2 separate regions of the Mus musculus genome follow, and region 1 is linked to region 2. Evidence: chromatin contacts called from public HiChIP or PLAC-seq data. All regions are on one chromosome and are shown on one strand. The core of a region is the stretch at or near the end of the contact, and the rest is flanking DNA. Distances in the headings are between cores, read along the strand shown.

What was found. HiChIP or PLAC-seq counts read pairs in DNA pulled down with a chosen protein or histone mark.
Region 1: a contact with region 2 is called in an HNF4G HiChIP or PLAC-seq map of pancreatic cancer cells. The contact joins two enhancer-like sites. A contact is called at or near these places in 2 of 39 promoter capture datasets (embryonic stem cells and second pharyngeal arch cranial neural crest), 3 of 484 Hi-C or Micro-C datasets (the G1E-ER4 cell line, embryonic stem cells and nephron progenitors), 1 of 115 datasets of contacts at active chromatin or transcription factors (pancreatic cancer cells) and 2 of 9 other capture datasets (embryonic stem cells and macrophages).

What each region holds. Positions count from the first base shown.
Region 1 is chr11:79,778,183-79,782,008 of GRCm38.p6, forward strand. All of the region lies in intron 2 of 9130204K15Rik (a long non-coding RNA gene), which reads right to left. Among named protein-coding and RNA genes, the nearest start is that of 9130204K15Rik, 17 kb to the right of the region's middle. Within about 2 kb of position 1,674, at least 58 of the 459 cell types and tissues checked have an H3K27ac peak or open chromatin away from gene starts, as enhancers often do. A contact at or near this core is called in pancreatic cancer cells, where this site is marked.
Region 2 is chr11:79,609,362-79,612,820 of GRCm38.p6, forward strand. All of the region lies in intron 1 of Rab11fip4 (RAB11 family interacting protein 4 (class II)), which reads left to right. All of the region lies in intron 2 of Rab11fip4os1 (RAB11 family interacting protein 4 (class II), opposite strand 1), which reads right to left. Among named protein-coding and RNA genes, the nearest start is that of Rab11fip4os1, 12 kb to the right of the region's middle. Within about 2 kb of position 1,795, at least 167 of the 459 cell types and tissues checked have an H3K27ac peak or open chromatin away from gene starts, as enhancers often do. A contact at or near this core is called in pancreatic cancer cells, where this site is marked.

The sequences.
Region 1 (3,826 bases), core at 424-2,923, 170 kb after region 2:
GTGCCCTTGGTTCCTGGGACAACAAGAATCTGCAGGCAGATTGCCCAAGAGAGTTATCTCCCAGTGGTGACAACTACACTTCCTGATGGCAGCGACCATGTCCTTGAGCTTACAAAGGCTTTTTAATGGGTTTACTCCTTCCTTAAATCTTTTTAAAAAGTAAGTGTGTGTGTGTGTGTGTGTGTGTGTGTGTGTGTGTGTGTGTGTGCAAGTAAGTGCCAGTACCCACAAGGTCAGAGGCTTAAGATTCCATGCAGATGGAGTTGTGGGTGATTGTAAGTTGCCTAATATGGGTGCTAGTACCAAACTCAGGTTCTCTGAAAGAGTAGTGCATGCTCCTAACTGCGGAGCCATCTCTCTGGTTCCTGGATTTTAGTGTTTGATGACCGCAGTACACACACCTCCTGCCGCCTCCAGTCATGTGGTGATGTCCTCACCCAGGCTGCAGGCAGGGTGCCATTACCTTGTAAGTTCCCCAGATCCACTCAGTCACAGCTGGCTGTGGTGGAGTGAGGTGTGATGAAGGAGGGTAGCAATATCCAGGGTGATACCACAAAGCTTCAGGGCAGAGTGACATGACTCTGTCAGTCAGACTGGCCTGACTCCAGGCCAAATAGTCTGCTCTCCTCTGTCACCCAGCCAGCTGGTGTGATCCTGGGTCAGCTCTGTCTGGAAGGGACTGTGGACATGTCGACACACGTTTACTTCAGGACCCATGGCCTCTCCAGGGGCCATAGCACGTTCTGGAAATGCTGCTATTACAGACGCTGGCCCCTTGGGCAAGAGTGTTACCCACCCATCCCTCTCAGCCCTTTTTCTCATCTTCACTTAGATTGATGTTCATGCTGAAAGCAAGGTGTAGCTAGAGATCACTAGAGATCGCACAGCAGGCAGTATGCTGGGCTGGGTCTTACTTCCTCATCTCTCTTCCCAGGAGTGGCTGGCTGAAAAGGAGGGCCCAGTCCCTGCTCAGGGAGTGATCAAATGCGTAGATTTTGGCAAACTACTTTAATCCTTTGAGCATTCAATTGTCAAATAGACATCATAACCATAGCGATCCTTCCTGCCCTCTGGGAGCTCTTGGGACAACCCAGTGACCTAAGGACTGTGTGGCCTTTCTGAAGGCTTGAGGGTCAGCATGGCTTCCTGCCTGTCAGAATTCTAGCCTGAGACAGAGCAGGAGCTGAGCAGGCCCTCCAGTCCCTTTTTGCTGGTCCCTTTATGGGGACAGCTCACTGGCTTCCAGGTACAATTTTCATCCAATTACCCTAATTTTTTTTTTCCCAATGAGAAGCCTTTTCTCTTTGCTACGTAAATTCCATCAGGTTGCTAAGATTGACACTTTTCTCTATTTTCTGTTTCCTCCTCCTAAGGACAGGAGGATCTCTTCCACCCTTTCCCCTTACCCAGCAAGCTTGCTTTCTGAGAAGGATTGATTACTGAGGTGTGGGAGAGCAGCCAGGGACAAATATCACCATCGGAGAGAATCCTCCAGTTGTACAACCAGGAAGAGATTTCTCTCCCCACAGCCCCCACACCAGCTTACTTCCCTGGGAACACATTAGTCAAGCCAACTGGGCGACACATCTCTAAGTACAGTAAAGACCCCACTTGCTGATCTGGTGGTCCAGTAGTGAGCACCCTTGGGCCCGTCTGAGTCATCCCTTGTGGATCAGGAGATGGGCGTGCTCTCAATACAAGTCATTCCCTCCAGATGCGACCAAAACCCACAGCTGCCTCTGCCTTTTCACCCTTTCAAGGGCTTGCTGCCAAAGCCAAGCCAGCTTTGATTGATGTGGCTTAATCCTATTGTGTTGTTCTCATAAAACTCACTAATCCCCAGGACACTAAAGCTCAAAGCCTGTGCATGGCCTCTTCCTCCAGGAAGTTGCTTTCCTCAAGTCTCAGCTGCGAGAAGACACTCTGTCCTTGAGAGGTTATGGGGTTTTTTTGCTCTATGCTATAGATTTGGTCCTGAAAATTGTGTGCCACTGATCCCCAAGATTTAAGTAGCGATTAATTGGCAACTGCAACAGCTCTGTTCTCTGCAGACATCACGTTTATCCGGGCCCACTCTCACCTATGCCACCCCTCTACAGCTTTTACCAGTCTGACTCCTTGTTTTAGTCCCACAGTGTCTGTCACAAAGTGAATGACCAAATGAGTCAGGCTTCATCACCTTTCACCTTAACCTGACCACTGGCTCCCAGTTGAGCCAGAATGGAAGCTTCTTTGAGGGATAAAGCTTCAGGGTCACTACCACAACTTAATCTACTATTGGTTCACACCCAGCAGCCACATGAGACTTAGTGCATAAATGATCGGTGTTGAACTTGATCTCAGAATATATTCAGAAAAGTGCTCACTATACACACACACACACACACACACACATATATATACACACACACATATATACATATACACATACATATATACACACATATATACATATATATGTACACACACACACACATATATATATATATATATATATATACTCTTGAAGTACTGCTTTTGTGGGCGTGGTACTGGAGATGCTACACAGGCCTTGTAAGCATTCTCCTACTAAACTATGATACACCACCAACTCCACCAGGTAGCCAGGCCAGCTAAGACTTACCGATTAAAGGTGGTCTATTCTATGGAGCTCAGTGCTTGGTGTTCTCAGGGTCCTCATGCCTATTAGCACATTTCTTACATCAAGCAGGAGAGCCTCATTCTTAACCAAGTCCTTTGGGGCTCTGGGCATGTGATTTCCTTGCCTTAGATCTGCTGTCTCGCCAAAGTAGCCATCTCTGCTGTCCTTACACTCACGGAGGACGCAATGACAAGTTCTTCTTGGCAGATAACTCAGGGGCCAGAGAACCAAGTGCTCCTGCCTCTCCCCAATGTCTCTTGCTCTCAAGAACTTGCTATGGGGTCAAGTAAAGATATAGCTGGGCAATGGAACATGGCGATTATTACTCTAGCAGATACTCACTGACTCTTGAAACCCTTCACGGGAAAAATCTTATAGCAACAAGAGTCACAGGCATGGAAACGCATGTGGGAAGATGTCATGCATATATAATAAAATTGTATTTAAGGTCACAATCTTAACTAGGTATCTTCAATCCTCATGACTCATACATAGATTGTGTGGTTTTGTACGCGCCTACTTGATAATATCTACTCATAATGCCCAAATGGATACTTTTGCTAGCGGGCTCAGTGGGAAACTCCCATAGCATTCCACACCTGCTGACTGCATAGCCGACCTGGTTCCCCAGTTTCCTGTCACTCCAGGAGCAAACCAGCATCTTTCTAATGGAGTCATATTATGGTTCATATTATCCAGAGCCATATATAATATATGGTGCATAAATACATGTATGTGGTACATATGCATCTGGTGTGTGTGTGTGACATATACATATTATCAATTGGACAGGATCTAGAATCACATAGGGGACAAACCTCTGTCTGTGGGTAAATTTCTAGATTAGGTTAGCTGTGGTAGGGAGACCCACCCTAAATGTGGGTGGCTCTAACCCATGAGCTGGGGTCCCAGACTAGGTAAGATTACTTTTTTGTTTGTTTGTTTGGTTTGGTTTGGTTTGGTTTGGTTTTTCAAGACAGTGTTTCTCTGTGTAGCCCTGGCTGTCCTGGAACTCACTCTGTAGACCAGGCTGGCCTCGAACTCAGAAATCCACCTGCCTCTGCCACCCAAGTGCTGGGATTAAAGGCGTGCGCCACCACTGCCTGGCTTAAGATTTCTATTGCTGTGAAAAAACACCAAGACCAAAATCAACCTGGGGTAGAAAAGGTTTATTTCAACTTATAG
Region 2 (3,459 bases), core at 545-3,044:
CGCCCTGCCTTGCCCTCATTAATTCTTAATCTTCCTAAACCTTAAAAAAACCAAAGCAAGTAGCATGCATAGATTGGACCTGGCTTCAGAATTCAGGACTGGGCCATCAATGTCAACTAGAACTCTGCTAGTCCAAGGATGGCTGGGATTGGCCTGGTGCTAGGAGCAGTTAGAAAGGCAGGCTCAAGAGGGAGGGCCAGGGGATGTAGCTCAGTTGGTAGAATGTTTGTCTATCATGCACAAAGCTCTGATTCCCTGCACTTCATGGAGACAGGCATAAACAGTGTACAGTAACAGGCAGCACTAATCCCAAACACGCTACAGGTAGACACAAGATAAGGAGTTCAAGGCCAACCTGGGCTACCTGAGACCCTGCCTCAAAATAAATAAATAAAAACAAAAATAAAAAATGAGAAAGGAAAGGAAAAGAAAAAGGGAAAGACCGAAAAGCAGCCTTGCAAAGTGAGAACCTCCACCCAACTGATTGGTCGAGAGTCTCCCAGTCTCTGTCCTGTCAGTAGCTCAGAGTAGGGGTATCCATGTCTTTCCTCCCCACTGAGAGAACAGGGCGGTGGTGGCTGTGCCTTTGAGCTATCATGTACCCCGATGTACCCTGGGCCTCAAACTCATCTGCCCGCACCCTGTGGACCTCAGCACACCTGGGGGCTGGTGTTGGCTGAGTGACCGAGAGAAGAAGCTGTGTTTGTGGCCTTCCCTGAAGCAGGTCACTGAAGCCATAGGACAAAACCTTGTCCCTCACAGTCAGCCAGAGCCACCCGTGTCCTCTTGGTGGAGACAAGTTCCCTCTTCTGCCACGGCTGCCCTTGCAGACCGGTCTGTGTCATCAGTGAGACAATGGAAGACTGGCCGGGAGGGCCTTGTGTCTGAGAGTCCAGGGGACCTGGATTTGTGATCAGGCAGACATGCCACCCTGGCCGACCAAAACCTACCCGATGCCCCAGGTGCATTGGTCACCATCTCCTTTTCTATAGAGATTCAGGAAATGACCCCTAGGTGTCAACCTGGCCTCCCTGTGTCTGTCACACCAGAAGCAAACTTCCTTCTTTCCATCCCCACATGGCCCTGGCTTCTCTTCTGGACTGGACTGGCCTCATTAAGCTCTACCTGTCTTCCCCCCCTATACCTTCCAGCACCTTCCTAAGTACAAACCTGGGTCCTTGAGCCCCTGCTAATCACTACCCTCACCCCCAGCAGAGGACATGGTGACTTCCTGGCCAGCTTCCCTGCCCTCTGTGTTCTCCAGCCACCAAAGCAGGTGCTGCACCCCCAACCAGCTGGTACCACTGCCGCCTGTCCTGAGCTCCTGTCCACCCCTCCCATGTCTTCTTGTTCTCTCCACCTTTTCTCTGCTCCCCGGTATTCCCCACAACTGAATGTTTGCTGTGTCCATCCTTTAGGTCCAGCACAGTCACATCCTCTGGCTGCCCCAGTGTGAAGTCCCCAGCCCTCTGGACTCTCCTTCCTTTAAATCTCCACCAACAGGACTCCAGAAACATCCAGGAGGTGACCTTATGGCCACTTCTGTCTTAATTACCCCTGAAATACTGTGAGCCTTCCCTTTTTTACTGTCCCCACCACCCTGCTGGGGTTCTTAAATGATCCAATTCCGTTTTTAAATTCAGCAGATTGAAAACTCTTGTGAGAGGAAACGGAAGGATTAGCCACCAGCCAATATGCAGCCGCCAGCCAGCACGCAGCAGAGCAGCGTCTGCTGAGAGCAGCCTCTGAGGAGAGCAGCTCAGGGAGTTGGGACAGTGTTACTTCTCTAGAGCCTGCGTGTTTCTAAATCCCAGCAGATAATGAGGTGGAATTCAGAGGCTGAGTCATTGGCCTTTGCTCACACCACTGGTGAACGGAAAAGGGGGGATTCCAGCCCAGCTCTGTCTACCACAGAGACCTGGGGTGACATACGGCCCAGACGTGTGGGCGGGTGATCAGTCACCTCCATGCTTTTATGCTCTTCCCAAGGCTATTTTTATTTTACTCCTAATGTACAGCAGGACATCTGTCCTTTCCCTGGGGACTTCCTGGGAGCTTGTCATTCTCCCCGTGGAGCTGAAGAAATGTTTGCTGAAGGCAGGGACAGAGGACAGCCTACTTCAGGGGCCACCCACACGCCTGTCATTTTCATTACTATTCAGACACTAAACAAAGCTCTCGTGGGTGGCCAGAGGGACTCTGCACTGTAGCAGCTCAGACTGATTAAGGGGCCGCTGGTGACACCTGGACATGCTGGATGGAGTCTTGAAAGGGCTCCAGCCACAGCTTAGCTGAGGCTACACTACCCAGGACGGGTGGCCTGGGCCATGGTGACAGGTCTCCTTTCATGGTATCTTACCCTAGCCAGAGACGTCCCAATAGTCCTTCTTCACCACCTTAGCTCTTGAAATTTCCTTCATCTTTTTCACCAACAAACCCTGGAAGGGGGAGGGGTGCTGTGTACACGCGCGTGTGCAGGGTTCAGCTCCTGTGAATAAGCAGGGAGGCCAGAGCAGGATGCCAGGTGGGTGTCCTGCTCTTCCTTATTCCTTTGAGGCAGGGTATCTCCCTGAACCTAGAGCTAGACTGGTTGCCAGCAGGCCCCAGTGATGCCCCTGTCTGCACTCCCAACAGCACTGGGGGTGCACATGCAAGCCATACCCAGCGTTTTACAACACGGTTGCTAGGCTCCAAGCTCAGGTCCATGAGTTGCAGTGGGTGCTCTTACCAGCCCAGGAGAGTTTTTCCATCAGGGACCCTCAGCTTTGGGAAGAAAAACCCATATATGGCTCAAATGCAGAGAAAAAAACCTGCCTGTGTGTGTGTGTGTGTGTGTGTGTGTGTGTGTGTGTGTGTGCTATGTTGAGAAAGCACAGCAGCTCAAAGGTAGCTTCCTAAAGTGGCTTGGAGGCATCACCCTTTGGGAAGATTCTTCCCCAGTGTCACCCAAGATGCATCCTCTCCAGGAAAAGAGGGTAGAGAACCTTTCATGACTGGCTCACCCCTCCCCCATCAGAACCCCTGCAGAGTTCTCTTCCTGTCTCATCTCAGTGAACCGAGGTTTAACAGACATTTGCCTAAAGCAAACTCAGGTTTGGCTCAGTCTGCTCTTTCTGGCCCTGACTGAGGTATCCTGTGCACCTGGTCAAACAGGGGTGGGTCAGGAGGAGAGGAGAGCAGCCATCAGGACCTGCTTCAGGTCTTGCCATTATTTGTGGACATTGGTTGAGTCCTCCACAGGGCCCTGTGCCTTAGAGGGAGACACTGGCTACTCTGGTTTTCATCTCTTCCCTAACCTCGTGTGTACCCCAAACAACCCTGGGGAGACACCCCAACTCTATAGACTCCCAAGGCTGCTGGTATTTAGTGTTATTCAGCGCTTCCATTTTTTTCCAAAAAGGGAAACTGAGGCATAAAGAAGAAGGTGCTCTCCAAGACTCCTGACCAAGTACCTTGATG